2 separate regions of the Pan troglodytes genome follow, and region 2 is linked to region 1. A link is a contact called in public Hi-C data. All regions are on one chromosome and are shown on one strand. Each heading gives the region's core, a stretch centred on a gene start, on an enhancer-like site or on the middle of the called end of the contact. The rest is flanking DNA. Distances are from core to core; before and after follow the strand shown. Region 1 has its middle 11 kb from the start of ODC1. Region 2 overlaps RRM2 (ribonucleotide reductase regulatory subunit M2).

Region 1 (5,946 bases), core at 2,914-5,413:
AAATTAGGTCTTCCATCTTAAAAAGGAAGAAATTCCCGAGATCGCTTAGTGGCAGTGCTGAGCTTGGACTGAAAAGGGGGGTATTCCACTCAAAATCAACTAAGGCTTTGGAAACAATGCTCTTTCAGCCAGTTAGGGAAAATGTAATCCAACAACGGTCAGTAGTGCCAGTGGGGACAGAAACAGCCGCAGGTAATCCCGTGCTACACGTGAGCGGCCCCTGAAACCTCGCTTCTGACCACAGCTTGGCGCAGCCACTTACAGGCCCCAACAAAGCCAGACTTGGGTCTGTGAAATGATGTGGCCAGGCTTGATCAAGTGATCTTCCTTGGCCCTTGTACATGGGAGCAGGCAGGCGAATTTGGCAGAATAGACCAGAGAACGAGGACAACCAGACGGTAGCCGGGGCTGTGTCGACACCAGGCACCGTCCTCCAGGAGGCTTAAGTCCTGCTTTGCATTTGGGTATCTCCACGTCATTTTTAAAGATGGTGCTGTCTGGTCATGCACAGATACTGGGCCTTTCTAGACTCGTGACTTGAAGTGAATACAGCTCCACCATGACCACTTGTGAATTTCTTCCTGGCGTGCTGGCCCCCGGGAGAGGGGATTCAGGGGAATTGAGCTATTGGGCAAAGGTAAAGGCAGCCAGAGTGCATTAGAATCACTCAGGGTGCTTTTTAAAAATACTCATTATTGCTCCCTGACCACTTTCCCCAGACTCTGGGGATGGGGTAGTGTTGGAGCAACTGGAGAACCATCTGGAAGACATAAAAGTATCCCCAACTCCTGCTCCAAAATACATTCCAGATAGATGAAAGTTTTAAATATAACAGATTAGACCATAAACCTACTGGAAACAAAGTCAAAAGGCAAGGGACAAACAGGGCTACGATGCCCGTGAAAAGGACTAATTTTCTTCATATTAAAAACTCCAACAAATCAATAAAGTAACAATGCAATAGAAAGTGGGCAAGGCATAAACTTGGCTCACAGTAAACTTTTTTTTTTTTTTTTGGTAGGCAGAGTCTCACTCTCACCCAGGCTGGAATGCAGTGGCACCATCTCAGCTCACTGTAACCTCTGTCTCCCGGGTTCAAACGATTCTTCTGCCTCAGACCCCTGAGTAGCTAGGACTACAGGTGCATGCCACCACACCGGGCTAATTTTTGTGTTTGTAGTAGAGACGGTTTCACCATGTTGGCCAGGCTGGCTTTGAACTCCTGGTCTCAAGTGATCCACCCATCTCTGCCTCCCAAAGTGCAGGGATTATAAGCATGAGCCACTACACCCAGCCAACAGTAAACGTTTTGAACATGAAGACATTTGTCAACCAAAGGAAACACACAGTAAAACTATGAGAATCTATTTCTCACCTATCAGATTGGCAAAGACAAGAGTTCCCCAGCTCGCGGGGTGAGCAGGTGTGTTCAAGCACTGGGCGGAAAAGTAAATTAGAGCAACAGTCTCTTTGGAGGGAACTTGACAATATCAATAATCCACATTATCTTTGACCCAGCAGTTCTAAGAATTTCTCTGATGATACTCTTCGAAAATTATTCATTGTGGCATCATTTGTAAACAATCTCTTGTATACAAGCAGGTACTGATGAAATTGTCAATGGAACGGGATATACAGTGGTTAAGGAATGAAGCAGATTCATCAGTACTGATAAGGAACAAGCTCCAAGCTAGATTCAATGAGGATAGCAAAGCAAGGGGCACGTGTAGTATGCTACTATGTGTGTAAAAAGCAAAATCAAACCCCAACAAACTGTGTGTGTACATACATACTTGCATATGCATGGCATATTTCTGGAAGAGCTTGTAAGAAACAGGTAACAGAGGTTGCCTCTAGGCAGAAGAACCAGAGGCCTGGGCCGAGAGTGGGGACTGGCTCCACACTGCGCTTTTGACATTGGAATGTATTACTGACTTTACGAGGATTGTAAAATAGGTTTCCCACGTGAAGACATAAACTCAGAGATGAACTCAAGTCACGCAGATAGTGAGGCAGCATTCAAGCCAGGTCAGAGGACCCCAGCATTCATTCGGTGTTTCCCTACCCTGGGAACATGCTGTTAAGCAGCTGGAGGGTGGCTTGGGCAGTGGACTGGCTCAGGGGGACACGGTAGAGTTGCTCACGACCTGGTCCTCACCTTTGCAGGGTCCAGGAGGGCTGGCTCATGCCAACCCAGCTCATGAGGCCGACGAAGGCAGCAGACCCATCAGAAGCCAAAGATGGGAACATTCCTGGCACATCAGCAGGTGGTCAACCCCTCCCTCCCCGACAGTGTCAGGGCCAGGCACTGCCCCTCACAGATAGCCTGCAGCAACCAAGGGCAGGCCAGAAGCCGGTGGGCAGAGCAAGCCACGTGTGCCCCCTGCGGCCCTCTTGAGCCCTGGCTGACGCCCACTTTGCACTTTCTCGTGGGTAGGGCCTGCCCCTTCCCGGGCCTCACTCGGCTTGTCTTGTGAAGTCATGTGCTCGTCACACCCCCAGCAGTGACCTCTTCTACTGGGACCACACATCTCTTCGCAGGTTCCCTCCTTACTAGATTTTCCTAAGTGACTCGAAGTGGCTGGCTAGCCCCCTCCGCTTTAGGGGGTTTTCTGGCTGTCACCCTGTACCCTCTTTGACATGGGCCCTCCCCCATGATGGATCTGGGGGTTTGCTTTGCACCATCTCTGGGCCCGGCTGGAAAACTGCCCCTGAAGGCAAGAGTCGACCCGTTTCAAATCGGGCTGTGTCCCCACCAGGGATTCCCGAGAAGCCTCAGTGCCTGGGGGTGAGGGGGGCAAGTGGGGGGCTCTGCCTTCTCCGCCTCACCCAATCTCACCCATCGGGTTTCAAGGTAGGATGTCATGTGAAGCAAAGGCTTTGCTGAGTTCTCCCAGTTCTTGTGTTTTACAGATGGGATGAAGCCCAGAGAGGTCAAGTGACTCGTCCAAGGCGAGTCCGTGAGTTAGAAGGAGGGCCTGGGTGTCCTCAGGGCCCTGCCTCACCAGCCAGCTTCTGCTCCTGGGCTCTTGCTGAACAATGACCATGACTAGAATGCGGCATCCTTCTCTCACCAAGGGCAACGTGTTCCCGGCCCCTGCTCTCTGCCAATCCTATTCCCTGCCAGGGTGGCAGAGGCAGCCCCGAGCACCCATGGCTCCGGAATACCACAGAGGGTGGCACCTGGCCCTGCATTCCTGCTGTGGCTTCAGCTTCGGCTGGAGCTGGACAGACGAAGCTGGACCCAGGCCCCACACCTCACTAGGCACTAGCCAGACCCAGGCCCCATGCCTCACTAGGCACAGGGGTCCCCACGGCCGCCTCCTTCTGAGTGGGGGTTGAGCTGGTGCCCCCCACCCACGGCAGGGCAGCTACAAGGGAGGATAGGTGAAGGCCCGAATGCAGGGCACAGAGTGGAAGCGCCTCCGGAATTCTTGCTGCTGTTGGGAGTTAGGAGAATTTTATCCACGTGCAGCGTTGACTCCAGGCTGGAGAGGGCTGTGACCAGGCGTGCTCTGCCACTGGCCAGGGGTTACCTAGGTGGAGCTCAGTCAGGTGACTTGTGGAGCTCAGGCCCGTGAGCTTGTGAGCTGGGGATCGGGGGTCTCCAGGCTGGGCCAGCTCGGGGGTGGCTCCGCAGGGGAGGAGACCTGGTGCCCTGCTGGGCAAGGGTCAGTCTGGGCCTGGGTGGTTCCGCCAGGAGGGTCATGCACCTGGCCCTGGGGGTGCCTGTCAGAAGGCCTGGCCCTTCCAGCTTCTCACCCGCCCCAGGGCTGTGCAGGCCCCACTCCCTGGCTTCTCAAGGAGGGTTGCCAGATTTAGCACAAAGATAAGATACTGCACGGGACATATGTCAGCTGCAAAATTGCTTCTTGTTGATCTGAAATTCAAGTGTAACTGGGTGCCCTGTATTGTATCTGGCATTCCTATCTGGCAATAAGGCCTCTGGTCCTGGGTACCAGGAGCCTGGCCTCAGCTTTTGTGTGCCGTTTGGCCCACCATAAGTCAGGGGCTCCTCTGGGCCTCAGCATCCTCCTCCGTCATCAAATGCCGCCCAGGACAGAAAGCTTTTCTCGAAAGCAGGCCCACCTGGAACCAGCACACCCAAGCCCTGGATGGCCCTCCTAGCTATGGACACCAGGGGGCAGCAGCACCCCGCATTGGCAGCGCGGTCAGGGCCAGGAAAAGGTGGTCAGATCACTCGACCACTGGGCAAACACTGACAGCTGGACTATCACAGGGGGCCCTTGACAGCCTCAGGGCTGTGAGACTGGAGCGTGGCCTCGATCCAGAGCTCCCGACTCAGCCACTCCAGGGTCCCGGGGGCTTTGAGGAAGGGGCACCAGGCAGCCCAGTCCCCGACCAGACCACTCCCCTGACCCCCAAAACACTTCCTGAGGCCCCCCAGGTGAAGCCCCCAGCCCAGCCCCTGCACCCCTGCCCCATGTTGTAGAACCAGACCTGTGTACAGCTGATGGGGCCCTGCAGCCTTGGTCCTGCCTGTCCCCCTGCCCGTCCCCGAAGTGGCCCCAATCCCCTCTGAGGTGTTCCCAATCCTCCCCTGTGCCCACCAGCAACTGGTGACCCCACCCGGCCTCCCCTGACCACCCCCCATGATAGACTGAGTGGGCGGAGGGCAGATCTCCCCCCGCCACCCCTCCTGTGGGGCTGGTGCCTGGCACCTGTCCCTGAGCCAGAGGCAGAGCCCACCTGAGGCTGCCTGTGACGCCCTCCCCATCCCCCACACACCACCACACATGCAAACACACCACACACATCCACAGCGCACACTAAGACCACATGCCCCAGCCTCACACACACCCCACAAGACACCCGCACACATGGCTCCCATGCTCTGCCATCCCCGCCAGGGTGCCTGACCCTAACCCTGGGGCCCCCACCTTCCGAGGTCCCCAGGAACCTGGAGGTCAGGTCCTGCCCCTGAGGACCCTTGCCATTCCCCTCAAGGCCCTGCAGCCCCTCCCTCTGCCCCTGGTTCCCTGACCACATGGTTTACAGGTGAAGACACAGCGCTTGTCCAGTGCCAGGCGGCTCATTCGAGGTGGAGCTGGGACTTGGCCTGGGTCTCAGTGTGTGTCCAGGGCATAAGCTTGTGCGGTTCCAGGTGCGTGAAGACAGAGCAGAGCCACCTGCTGACCCTCCCTTCATTCATTCATCCCCACTCATTCCTGAGCAGCCTCGCAGGGATTCAGGGTGGAGACAACCAGAGTAATTTGATGAGGTCACCGAAGGCGACCTCTGGAGGAGGGGACATGGAGGCCTAGGACAGGCCTGGTGCAGGGAAGCTCAGCGTGGAGGGAGGCCACTGTGGGCCCAGGTGGGCCAGGAAGGGGAGCAGGGTGCCCAGAGCCCAGGCCCAGCCTCTCAGGCCACGGAGCCAGGCACCCCACCTGGCCCTCCTGGAATGAGCTGCCAGGGCTGCCACTCAACAGCCTCATGTGGCACTCCAGAAGCCACCCACCTGTGGACCCGGGTCCACCACAGCACACGCAATTCCACACACACACACACACACACACACACAAACACAGCACAGTACACACCACCACACACATCCACAGCACACGCAATGCCACACACACAGAGCACACACCACCACACACATCCACAGCACACAGTTACACCATGCCCCACACACCATGACACACAAACACACCACACACATCCACATCACACACACACAGCACAGTACACACCACCACACACATCCACAGCACACACAGTTACACCATGCCCCACACACCATGACACACACACACATGCATCCACATCACACACATGTACACATAGTTACACCATGCCCCACACACCACCACACACGCAAACATACCACACACATCCACAGCACACACACAGTCACACCATCCCTTACACACCACCACACACGCAAATACACCACACACATCCACATCACACAAAGTCACA
Region 2 (5,936 bases), core at 3,265-5,764, 300 kb after region 1:
GTTGCAGTGAGCCAAGATCACGCCACTGCGCTCCAGCCTGTCAACAGAGACTCCATCTCAAAAAAATAAACAAAAATAAATAAAGAAACTAAAGTATACATCTAAAACAGGAAGTTAGAAAAGAAACAAACCTTTAAAAAGTAGATAGAAAGAATACACAAAAAGTGAAAATGGATTAGAAATGAACACGCACCCAAACGCAGGCATTTCCTCACTACCTGTGTACACTTTCCCCGTGCTCAAAACGGGGGCAAGGCTGGGGGTCGCTGCCCTTGCACTGCCCTCTCCTCTCCCTCCTCCTCCTCCCTACCCTTCCCGGGGCTTACCAGGCACCCCCTCAAGGCCTGATCCATCCCCACCCCATCTCAGCTCTCCTGCGCCCCTCCAAGCATGGCCCACCTGCAGCAGGGGCAGAGCGAGGAGCATGCGCTGGGGGGAGGGACAGAGGGGACACAGCGTTGCCCAGTGCAAGGGGGCTAGCAGCCCCCAGAAGGCAACCTGTCCGTGCAACGGCTGAATGGATGGACAAGCAGGTGGCAGATGGGGACAGAGGGGAGACACAGGGCCACTTACACCCCTTCCCTATTCCGCAGAGTAGAGGCGCCCCACCCTAGCTGCACATGAGAATTACCAGGGAGCTTTAAAAATACCAGGGTCTCTAAGTCCCTTCTCCATACACTCTGATTGAATCAGTTCATGTCTTTCCACATTGGTCATCTGGTTCCAAAAAGCAAGGTGCACTGGGGAAAGAGGCAGCCCAGGGCATGGAAAAGAGAGGGGGCTCTGGAGCCATCGTTTGGAGTTTAAGCCCTGTCTCTGCCTCTCACTGGCTGTGTGATCTCAGGCTGGCACCTTAACCTCCCTGAGCCTCAAGGTCACCATCCGTAAGATATGCTTCCCTCCCAGAAGGGGCTAGGGATGGGCGATTGTACATGTAAACCCTTCTGCTGGTGCAGGGTGCCCAGGATGAGTGTGAGAAGGAGGGCTGCCATGGTTCCCCTGCAGCCACCTCTGACTCTCGGCAGGTAGGCTAGGCTCCAGGACCACCTGCCCCCTCTGGGGAGTGCAGATGTCAGCGAGACCCAGGGGGTGGGGGCAGCCTTGGATCCACAGTCCCAGCTTCGGAGGCTATTCTGGTTCCAATTCAGAATCCCTGGCTCCTGGCTCAATGGGCTTTGTCCCAGAGATGTAATTTCTATTTTGATTCCATGTGACATTTAATGAAATGGCTTTCAGACACCACACAGTGACGGAGTTATGAAACCACAGCTTCTGGATCCTCAACACGCCTCACGATGACAGGACCCCTCTTGCTGCTTAGGGAGCTGCCCCAAGTCTCTTGAGGCCTGGGGCCCAGGACCACTGAGGTGGGGTCTTCACTGCGGAGTCCCTGGGGTCTGCCCCAGGCCCACTGTCTGGCACCCACGTCTCATCCTAGCTGGACTCACAGCAGCCTCTGCCTGGGTTCCCGCCTCAGTCTCCCTCTTGCCAATCCAGTGTTGTTCTAACTGCAGATCAAAAATATTCAGGGAGAGAGGAAGCCAATGTAGAGGATTGCAAACAGCATTGTTCATAGAACAAATGAGCCAGAATAGAAGCAGAACAGAACACGCCAGAACGAGCTGCACATGGCAAGGGCGACTGCAGCTCACAAGCCTGGGCTGCGAGTGTGCACACTAGGTCTCTATGTATGGGAATTTGAGAAAGTTTGAATGACGTGGCTCTAACTCACCACCGTGCCACTCCCCAGTTACAACTTTCGGGATGGACTTCAGACCCCTCAGCACAGCACTAAAAACCCCTCCAGACCTGGCCCCTGTCTACCCACCCACCTGGCCCACAGCCAACTCCAACCACACTGAGCCACTGGGTACTGCAAACTCTGCCAGGAGCTCCCATACCTGCCTGGAATGTAAGAGCCTCCCTCCTCTCTCCAGGCCTCCTTCCCTCCCTCCTTCCCCTCCCGCAGCTTCCACTCTCCCACAGACTCCTACCGATCCCTTACCCTTCAAGGGAAAGGCCACCTCCTCTTTGGTGTCTCCCTGATTCCCCAGCAGCCTTGGGGGCTCCCGGCCCGGTGCTCATGCTACATGGTGTACACTTTGCATAACACGGTCACCCCCACCAGCCAGTGGGGTCATTGTTTTCATGCCTCCTCGCCCTTCCCCCAGTGGGCAGCTAGGACTTCCGTCGAGGGGCTGGCTGAGCTCCTTGGTGCTCAATGTCGTACCATTTACTGACGGCAAGTGCAGGCTGACACCGGGGCCTCTCCCAGGTGACCCTCTCCACATGCTGACCCTCTCCACATGCTGACCCTCCCTGGGTAAAGACAACCTCCTAGATTCTATAGAAGCAAAGATATAAATATCTCCGGAGCCCTTCCGTTCAAAAGGAAGTAGAAGCCCTACAATTTCTCAACAACTTGGCTATTAAAAATAGGAATTCCACCTACACACCAGAACAGTTTGTTGCGGATCATGGAAGGGCCAGAATCGTGAGGTCACACGTGTTTGGGACTGAGAAAGCTGCTGGACCCAAAAGCTGAGCACTGTAAGAAGGCAGGCAGCTGTCTGCAGCTGGTGCTACAGCCCCGAGGCCCCAGAAATCTCTAGAACCACAGGGATGCCGAATGGTACTCTGCCAAGAGTTTTATAAAACTCACTTCCCCACCACATCATGTGAACATCTGCACAGCACAGGTTCCAAAGGAAATTGAAAAAGAAAGAAATCGTGCATTAGCAAGCGTATCTGAGACCTCGTCTCTGACCTTGGAAGAGTGTGAGGAGATGCCTCAGACGCCGGCTCCTGCTGCCACCTCCTCCCACTCCCAGTCCTCAAAACAGAGCCCCAGACCCAGCCCAGAGCTGGGGTCCCCTGAGGATTCAGTCTTCCACATTCAGTTCCTGGCCCTCAAGGCCTGAAGTTCCATCCTTCCGCTACCCCTTTGGGTTACAGGAGAGTCCCCAACAGGCGCTGTGCGTGAATAGTGATGGCAGAGCGGACATGCATTCTGTCAGCATCCACAGCCACTCCAGAGACAGCCTTGGTGGAGACGGGAGAGGAGGAAGGGGAAGAAAGTGGGCAGAGGGGCCGTGTGTGGTGGCTCACGCCTGTAATCCCAGCACTTTGGGAGGCCAAGGCGGGCGGATCACAAGGTCAAGGGATCGAGACCATCCTGGCCAACATGGTGAAACCCCGTCTCTACTAAAAATACAAAAATTAGCTGGACACGGTGGTGCACACCTGTAGTCCCAGCTACTCGAGAGGCTGAGGCAGGAGAATTGCTTGAACCCAGGAGGCGGAGGTTGCAGTGAGCCAAGATCGTACCACTGTACCACCTGGCGACAGAGCAAGACTCTGTCTCAAAGAAAAAAACAAAATTGTGCAGAGGTAGCGAGCCCCACTGATGACTCCCACTCTGGGGGCCAGGGACTCCAGTCATGATCTCAACCAGGCCCCCCCAGTGCAACCTGCACGTTACCGTGTCAGACACAGCAGCTTCCCCTGCGGGTCACTCACTCGCTCATTCATTCAACAACAGAGAGTGCCCGGCCAGGTGCTGGCTGAGCACACCGGAGGACACGGACCCCATCCCTGCCCTCAGGGCACTCAGCTGGAACAAGGCATCAGAAAAGTGTACGATTTTGTACACTTTGGATAGTATGAAAAAGCGAAGTGGTAAACACTTGGGGCCATGAGGGCTCTGAGGAGGCCCCTAATCTGGCCTCACTGGTTCTGAGGAGGTTCCCAGGGAAAGTGACCTGTAAGTTGAGACCTGAAAGATCAGGAGCGGGTGGGTGGGGACAAAGTCCAGGCTAAGGGAACAGCCTGTGTGAAGGCAGGAGGCTAGAGGATGTGGTGTTTAAGAAGCTCAGGCTCAGGCCAGGCATGGTGGCTCACACCTGTAATCCCCGCCCTTTGGGAGGCCAAGGCAGGCAGATCACGAGGTCAGGAGATCAAGACCATCCTGGCTAACACGGTGAAACTCCGTCTCTACTAAAAATACAAAAAATTAGCCAGGCGAGGTGGTGGGCGCCTGTAGTCCCAGCTACGCGGGAGGCTGAGGCAGGAGAACGGCATGAACCCAGGAGGCAGAGCTTGTAGTGAGTCGAGATCGCGCCACTGCACTGCAGCCTGGGTGACAGAGCAAGACTCTGTCTCAAAACAAAACAAAACAAAACAAAAAAGAAGCTCATACTCAGGAAGGTTCAAGGCAGAGGTGAGCGGGGAGCCCGCGGGCACCTGGGCTCAGGCAGGGCCGAGAGCTGCGGTGAGGGGAGGGGCTCATGCAACACAGCCACATCGTCTGAGGTGCTGCCCGAGACCATTCCAGATGCTATGTGTGCAATGGACTGGCGGAGGGTGAAGGTGGGGTGGGGGATCTGGCCATGGTGGGGGCCTGAGCCCTGGAGGGATACGGCTATACTGAGCACTGGAATGGGAGGGGGATCGCAGGACGGTGCTGTCTGGGGCCTGGGGTGAGGGACATGGGAGGGCGAAGGCTCCCCCGCCTGGCCACACGTAGAACGGCAGAGGCTGGCAGTACCTGGATTTCCGACCTGGCAGGGGTGTGTGGGGGCCCTGTTCACTGAGCTAGGAAACAGCAGATGACAGGCCCCGCAAGCCACCTCCACAGTGGCCCCTCTTCCCCCACCGTGTGAGTTGCCATCATTTCTCACCTGAAAGCTGCAACTGCCTCCCGCTTCCACTGGCGCACCCCGAGTAACACCTGACACGCAGAAGCAGGGGATTCCCTTTCAAGACGTAAGGCTGGTCAGACCTTCCCGAGCTTCTCATCCCCTTAGAAATGAAATCCAGACTCTTTACCTGGGTCTGCAGACCTGCATGTACACACCCACTCCACTGACCCAGCCCCATCTCCCACCCCTCACTCTGCTCTGACCACTCACAGACGCGCCTGCCACAGGGCCTTTGCGCTTGCCCACCCTCCGCCTGAAACATGCTTTCCTCCCCTAACCACGTGGTCGATCCCCACATCCTCTGGCTCCCTCTGTCTCCCCACATGAAAGAGCAAGGGGCATAGCCCGCCCCTTCCTCCCTGCTTTCCTTGTCTTCAGAGCTTGTCACCGTCTGACTTACCGCACACTGGGTGGGTGATTGGTCTCCGTCTCCCTCACTGGCGTGCTGTCTCCCCGAGGGCCTGGACTCCATCTGCTTTGCACTTCACGGTCTCCCAGCACCTGCAGCAGTGCATACAGGAGGGCTCAGTGACTGCATGCTGGAGCAACCGCCTCCCAGCCCCAGCCCCAGGGCCATGGCCACCTCCTGGGGCTCTGTTTCCCGTGCTTGGAACAGTACCCCACCCTCACCTGCTCTTTCCTTCCCAAGAACAGGTCGAGGTCTCTTGCCCTCCTTCCTGCCTCCCCGCTTCCCAGAGCTAATCACGCCCTCCTCCGTGTGATCTTGGAATCCTTAAGCACATGCATTCGACTCCAAGACCAGACACCAGGCCTCCTCCATTCCAGCACAACCACAGTTAATAGCCACTGTCCACCACCATGTGCCCAGACCTCTGCTGGCAGTGGCCGAGGATGCAGAAGCAGAAGATGCACACCCATGAGGGCTGGCAGTCTCCCTGGAGAGGGCACACTAACATGGGGACAATATCCTAGCACAGCATGAGATGCGTGTCAGTGAGCGTAGCTAGGTGGCACCAACTCCCTAAGGCTCAGAGTGAGACACAGGGGTGGGGGGAGGGGATGGAGGGAAGATGGGATGGGAGGTGCCAGTTTTGCCACCCACAGACTTAACCTGAGTCCCAGAGCACATAACTGGTCAACAGCAGAGCTGGGCCTGGCTGGGTCCATCGGGCTCCAAGCCAGCGGTTTCTGAACTCAGAATGGCCCCCATTGGCCGACCTCTTTGGACAGAAGCAACTAACTCCCACCTCTCCACGAAATCCCAAGCTCCTAAGC

The links. Hi-C and Micro-C count contacts between places; a contact is called where the count stands out from the background.
Region 2: a contact with region 1 is called in a Hi-C map of induced pluripotent stem cells, with 3 times the contacts expected there. The contact joins two enhancer-like sites. A contact is called at or near these places in 4 of 7 Hi-C or Micro-C datasets (blood, induced pluripotent stem cells and stem cell-derived neural progenitor cells) and 1 of 1 datasets of contacts at active chromatin or transcription factors (stem cell-derived excitatory neurons).

Annotation. Positions count from the first base shown.
Region 1 is chr12:112,424,013-112,429,958 of NHGRI_mPanTro3-v2.0_pri, forward strand. No RefSeq gene overlaps it. Among named protein-coding and RNA genes, the nearest start is that of ODC1, 11 kb to the left of the region's middle. Within about 2 kb of position 4,164, at least 2 of the 24 cell types and tissues checked have an H3K27ac peak or open chromatin away from gene starts, as enhancers often do. A contact at or near this core is called in induced pluripotent stem cells, where this site is marked.
Region 2 is chr12:112,722,192-112,728,127 of NHGRI_mPanTro3-v2.0_pri, forward strand. It overlaps RRM2 (ribonucleotide reductase regulatory subunit M2), which reads right to left. Exons shown (of 12, transcript XM_063790117.1): 10 at 5,101-5,201; 11 at 4,680-4,800. The coding sequence ends at 4,794. Among named protein-coding and RNA genes, the nearest start is that of RRM2, 22 kb to the right of the region's middle. Within about 2 kb of position 4,515, at least 3 of the 24 cell types and tissues checked have an H3K27ac peak or open chromatin away from gene starts, as enhancers often do. A contact at or near this core is called in induced pluripotent stem cells, where this site is marked.